2 separate regions of the Pan troglodytes genome follow, and region 2 is linked to region 1. A link is a contact called in public HiChIP or PLAC-seq data. All regions are on one chromosome and are shown on one strand. The core of a region is the stretch at or near the end of the contact, and the rest is flanking DNA. Distances in the headings are between cores, read along the strand shown. Region 1 holds the start of TRPM3 (transient receptor potential cation channel subfamily M member 3). Region 2 holds the start of CEMIP2 (cell migration inducing hyaluronidase 2).

Region 1 (2,769 bases), core at 178-2,677:
TTAAAATGGCAGGATTAATATTCATGTAACACTACACACAGGGGCACAGCTGTGGGATTTTAGAGCTCTGTATTCCATTCCCGTAAACTAGCCAGTTTCAGAACCTCTGCTTAATCACACTGACCACTGCAACTCAGATTATGATTTTTACAGCTAGTGCCACAACACCAATTTTCCCACAGCATTTCTCACCCTCTCCCCTTCCCTCTTAATCCTTCTTCACCTTTGCCTCCTGGGAAGATCTGGCAATATTCAAATAGGACAGAGAATGCTTGATTTCAGAAAGAAATGAAAATACATCTGTTGCCATTGCAACAGATAAGCAACCAGACGGCCCTTTTCAACCGGGAGAGATTTTAGGCATCACTCCCTTTAATGGTGAGTAAAGCCATTGTTTTCTGGTTTTGTTAATTTGTGATGCCCCCAACTGCCCTCTCTCATTTGATCAAGGACATGTGGACAGCTCAGTCTGGTAAAATAACTGACACAAAACTCATAAGGGCCAGCCGGCTGTCCTAATGAGCAGAAGGCAAAAACATGAAAGAACAACAAGGTGCAGGGGTTACAGAATACACAACACACAGGAGCTCCACCACGAATCCGTCTCATGTCCGCCTCGCTGCTTAACCGCCCAGGGTGAGAGGGGAAACTGAATACCCCATTCCTACCCCGGAAAGAGAAATGAGTTGAGGTAAGGAGAAGTAAGAGCCTTCCCTTCCCAAGAATCCTCCTCTGCCTTACCGCCACAGTACAGGCCCTTGAAGGCCCTTAATTGCTGATGGGGATGGAGCAGCTAGAATCACCTTGGGAGCTTTTAAATATCCTGATTCCCAGGCCACAGCCAGGCCAATTAAATTAGACTCTGGGGAATATCACCATTTAAAAAAGAGAAAGAGAAAAAAGATCCAGGTAACTCCAGTGTGCAGCCAAGTCTGAGACCCAGTGGGCTAGTCTGAGCAAGCTGGAGAAGAAATAAGTGCGGCATCTGACAAGGGGATGAAGCTCCACTCTCCCCAAGGATACTTAGGAGCGAGTTGTTGTTGCAGAGAGAAGGGAAGAAAGGGAGCAGGAAGAACAAAGTTGCCCCTTCCTGTCTTTTTCTAAGTCAACTGCAGTCTCCACCCATCCAGTGCGGGTAACCTAGGCTTCCACACGCAGCTCGGGGTGGGGGGAGGTGGGTCCCCTGGTCTGGGGTACTGGGCAGGGTGAGGTGACCGCTGGGAGCGCTACCCTGCGGCGCATCAACAGCCTCAGGCGTGGGCCCTGCACTCTCCAGAGAAGGCGGCGGCTGCCGGGTGGAGAGCAATTTGGGGACGCAAAAGAAAGCTGGCTCGGGCGCAGGTGGCGCTCGCAGCCCCAGCCCACAGTTGAGCCAATCGCGGGCGCAAGCGCAGCCTGGTGGCGGCGGCGGTAACGGAGCGCGGGGCTCTGGCAGGAGCCGGCGGAGGCAAAGGCAGCGCCAACCGAGAGCCGCGCGCAGGCTGGAGGCAGACCCGCGCGCGCAGGCTGGAGGGAGACCCGCGGCGAGGAGCCAGCGAGAGCGCTCGGCGCTGGGCTGTTTCCCGGCCGAGGGAGGCGAACTTCTCATGGGGAAGAAGTGGAGGGATGCGGCGGAAATGGAGCGGGGCTGCTCCGACCGCGAGGACAACGCGGAGAGCCGCAGACGCAGCCGGAGCGCCAGCCGGGGCAGGTTTGCCGAGTCGTGGAAAAGGTTAAGTTCCAAGCAGGGGTCCACCAAACGCTCGGGACTCCCGTCGCAGCAGACGCCGGTGAGTGGCCGGGGGAGAGCCCCAGTCTTTGCTTTCTTTTCTCTCTTCGCACGCGACTTGAGCCCTTTCCATGGTGCTGAACTTGCCTCCCTAAGGGTGAGAGCCAGGGAACTTGTGGCGCCGCTTCTAATGAAAGAGAGTGCTGGGGGCTGTGAGGAAGGGCGAGAAGGAACGTCTTCCCTCCCTTCAGCAGGGGAGGGTCTCCTGACGTCTCTGGCGGCTCTGCAAAAATTGAAAACATGTTCGAGAGGCGAGGGGGCTCGCTGTTAGATCATAAGAGTTTTGCAGTTAACAGAGCGTGTGAGACGTTGTCGAGTGTATTGTGACTCCTGTGTACGTTCCCAAGGGTCTGTCTGTGCAGCATGTCGAAGGTACTCGGCCTCCGCTGAATGAGGGCGGAATAGAAAGGGCATGCCATATTTTTACTCTCTTAGCACTTGCTCTTTCCATCCCACACCCCCACTATTTTAATGGGAGCGTTTAATTGTTTGCAGGATGTCATTTGCATACAGAGAATAGCAAGAATATCCCAGGTGCTTGTAATCCTACTGCTTAACATATACAGCGTTCAGACAAGTTTTCCCATGTGTCAGCTCCTCTTCACTGTCTAATTAGTGCAATAAAAGCACTCCAGTGAAATTAATATAGGCATCATATGTGTGTAGAGAAGTGCAGTTGATAAAAAACTTTAGCTGCATTTGCATTTTTAGTATGTGAATATTATGTTTTCCTTTATCCCAGAGGGAGAGAACGCTGTTCTAGAAGAGAGTGCAAAGTCCTCCTGTTGCTCCTGGGGAAGGAGGATACACCACTCTTAACTTCCCAAACATCATTAAGAATACCAGCGTGTGTGTGTGTGTGTGTGTGTGTGTGTGTGTGTGTGTATTTGTTTTACATCCAAAGGGCTTGACAGCAGATGTTGCATATTGAAGAGACTTTGATTTAATTAAAAGAGAGAATGGTACATAAGCATTGATCCCACAGCGTGATTAATGTTACC
Region 2 (3,080 bases), core at 14-2,513, 320 kb before region 1:
CAGAAGACCGTGCTCAGGTTCACTGGGCCAAAATCAAGGTGTCAGCAGGATCTTGCTCACTTCAGAGGTTCTAGGGGAGAATCCTTGCCTCTGTGCTGGCATTCCTTGACTTGTGGAGGCATCACTTCAATCTCTGCCTCCACAGTGGCCAGCCCTCCTCTGTGTGTGCTAACCACCCCCTTTCCCCTTATGAAAGTACATGTGACTGCAGTTAGGACCCATCTTGATCATCCAGAATAATCTCCCCAACTCAAGAAGACCCTTAATTGAATCACACATGTGAAGGCTCTGCTTCTGTCTATGTAAGGTAATATGCACAAGTTCCAGGACTTAGAACCTGTTATTTCTGGGGAGGGAACATTTTTCAGCCTAGCACACGGGATAACACAGTTTCTATCTTTATTAAGCACAATCCAAAACACCTTTGGACCATGAAAACAGTCTTTTGTCCCTTCCATCTTGTTATTCAAAACTATCTTCCTTATTTTAAAAGCCTTTCCTCCCTGCCTCTCCCAGAAGGGACAGCGGCTCCCAAAGGCAGCTGGGTGAAGTTTCTGTAAGATCTCAGCACTAGATCGCGCTGCTGTTTTGGAGGCATCTTTCCAAGGCTTTAATTAGAGGATGCATTCTAGCCCTGTTTCCCAAACTTACATATTCCAGATACCTCTGATTCAGTAGATTGGGCGATGTCTGGCAATCCAATTTTTTCTAAGTGCCCCAGGGGATTCTTATCATCAGCCAAGATTTGGAAACAGTAATTTCTTATACAAAGCCCTGAACTAATACCCTTGAAATAGGGGATTCCCCTTCACTGCCGGGTGTGTCGCGGTTACATGACTGAGTTTGTTGAGGGAGGAGGAATGAACAACCCTGAAAACTAAACTATCCTACCTGTATATTATTCACTGAAAGAGTTTCCTGGAGGGAAAACTTCCAATTCCAATTAAATCGAGGATGACGACGGCCCGGATTTGGCAGTCCTGCCGCTGTCACTAGCTTGGGACCTCGTGGGTCTGAGTGATCCAGCCCGGGCCGCGCCCTCACCCAGAGCCAAGGCTGTGAGAGCAGCTCCAGCGAGGGGGCAGGGTGGCGGCGGCAGGGCTGCTTCAGGGCCGGTGCCGGTGTCCTCAGAGCGGCGTTTTGGCACTGGGGTGGGCCGGGGCGTGGCTTTCGGCGCCACCTCTGCAAGCGGCCGCCACTCCAGAGTGGCGCAGGTAGGGGGCGTGGGAAGACCTAAGTATATTTATTCCGGCCTGCGAGCGGGATGCTGGGGTTGCTCCAAGGGACCAGAAGAGCTGCCCTGTGTCCCAGAGCAGGCTGGTTCTTCTGACAGCGCTGAGAACCTGGAGCTCGCGCCTGGCCAGGTGGGGGCTATGACTGGACGCTCAGAACATTTGTGGGAGTGTGGAAATCTCTTTACGGGTGATGGGGCTCAAAGTCTGACGCAGCCGAGGGTTGATGGGGTGCAGTCACGCTCAGCCAGGGGACTTTGGGGGCGCAGTGTCAGGCTCAGCCAGGGAGTGAGAGGCGCAGTACCAGCCTTATCTGGGGGTGCTGGAGGCACAGGCTCCGGTTCGGCCAGGCGGGTGTGCGCGCCCAGGAAGGGTAGGAGCCTGCAGCCGCAGCGGGGGGCGCTGGCTGGGGCTCTGCCCCGCCGGCAGTGCGCTCGGGCGCTGTTCCAGCGCGCGGCAGCTAGTGGCGCTGAGCCTCCGCTTTCGCAGCTCGCGGGGAGCGGGGCCGGCGGGAGGGGCCCGGCGGGGCCACCGCCTCCTCTGATGGCAGGCTCCTCCTCTCCCTCCGCCTCCCTCGCTCTCCACCGCCCGCCCAATCTACAGTTCCCGGCCCAGCCGAGCCGGGCTGCTTGTCTGGCCGGCGGAGGCTGAGCGCGACCCTAGCAAGCCGCGGCGCCCGCCGACCAGGGACAAGAGCGACTCCTGGGACCTCACTCTGCCCCGCGCCGCCGCCTCCTCCCCTGTTGTCGCGGGGACGCTCAGGCCCGCGCCGCCCGGGCCACGATTCTCCTCCTCTTTCTCCCGGAGGGGAAGGAACGGAGAAAGCCGAGCGGCGGCTCCGGGAGAGAGCGAGCCGAGGCCCCTGCCCCCGAGGCTCGGGGCAGGAGGAGGAGGAGGAGGAGGAGGAGGAGGAGGAGGCGGAGGCGGAGGGAAGTGCGCGTCACTCTCGGGAGGAGAGTATTTCACCTCCAGGCAGAGGCTGCGGCTGCCAGTTGAGTACGAGCGGCAGCTGCGGGCGCCGGCAATCGAGTGGCTTCCTGGCCATGGAGAGGAGATCTGGACCCGAGGACGCCAGGGACTCCTCTCCGTCTCCCTGGACCGCTGTGTAGGCACCTGAGTTAACGGACGCTAAGCGGGGTAGGGGAAGGTAAGAAGCGACTCGGTCACCCGCCCCCCCACCCGGCTCCACCTCGTTTGCTGCCCTCGGGGGCCACTGCGGGGACGCAGACCCGGGTCTCGCCCACCTTTTCTGCTCCCGGCGGCCTGGCCGGCTCCGGCGTTGGGCATTTCTGCCGAAAAGGAAAACGTCCTCCCGCCCTTCCCCCGTGCGCCTCCTTTCCCGGTTTCATCTCTGGATTGGGACTGACCCGACTCCCCAGGAGTCAGTCCTCTCTTCTTAAGAAAGGGTCCTCGGGAACGGTGTCTTGATTTCTTTCTCTCCACTCTCTCTTTTCATTACGTTTACGGGGAAGGGAACAATGGACCTTTCAAAGTCGGTGCGAACAGCCTTAAACTTTCTGGAGAGGGATGGGGTGAGGGGATAAACCCCACAGTAAGCCGATTACAGTGAAAGGTTGATGGAATGTGCTTTGCAGTCCGGGCTTCAGTGCGCGCGCGCTTGTGCGTTTGGGGTAATCTTTGTCTCCTTACAATTCCCCTGGGTTGGTGGGTCCTCCGCCCTCCGCCCCCTGCCTCTCTGTTAGCTGAGGTAAGGTGAGGCTTTAAAATCGTGTACAGCTTCCTTTAAATCTGGGGAATAGCCTTAGCCCTGGACCCTATTCCCAGCTTTTCTCTGCAGAGTTGGGAGATCCTGGTAAAGGAGGGGGGCCCTCTCTGTGAGGACCCAGA

Evidence for each region. HiChIP or PLAC-seq counts read pairs in DNA pulled down with a chosen protein or histone mark.
Region 2: a contact with region 1 is called in an H3K4me3 HiChIP or PLAC-seq map of stem cell-derived excitatory neurons, with 4 times the contacts expected there. The contact joins the promoter of CEMIP2 here to the promoter of TRPM3 in region 1. A contact is called at or near these places in 1 of 7 Hi-C or Micro-C datasets (stem cell-derived neural progenitor cells) and 1 of 1 datasets of contacts at active chromatin or transcription factors (stem cell-derived excitatory neurons).

What each region holds. Positions count from the first base shown.
Region 1 is chr11:61,937,040-61,939,808 of NHGRI_mPanTro3-v2.0_pri, reverse strand. TRPM3 (transient receptor potential cation channel subfamily M member 3) reads left to right here and starts at 1,427. Exons shown (of 26, transcript XM_054658878.2): 1 at 1,427-1,769. The coding sequence starts at 1,587.
Region 2 is chr11:62,260,609-62,263,688 of NHGRI_mPanTro3-v2.0_pri, reverse strand. CEMIP2 (cell migration inducing hyaluronidase 2) reads left to right here and starts at 1,263. Exons shown (of 24, transcript XM_009456723.5): 1 at 1,263-1,364.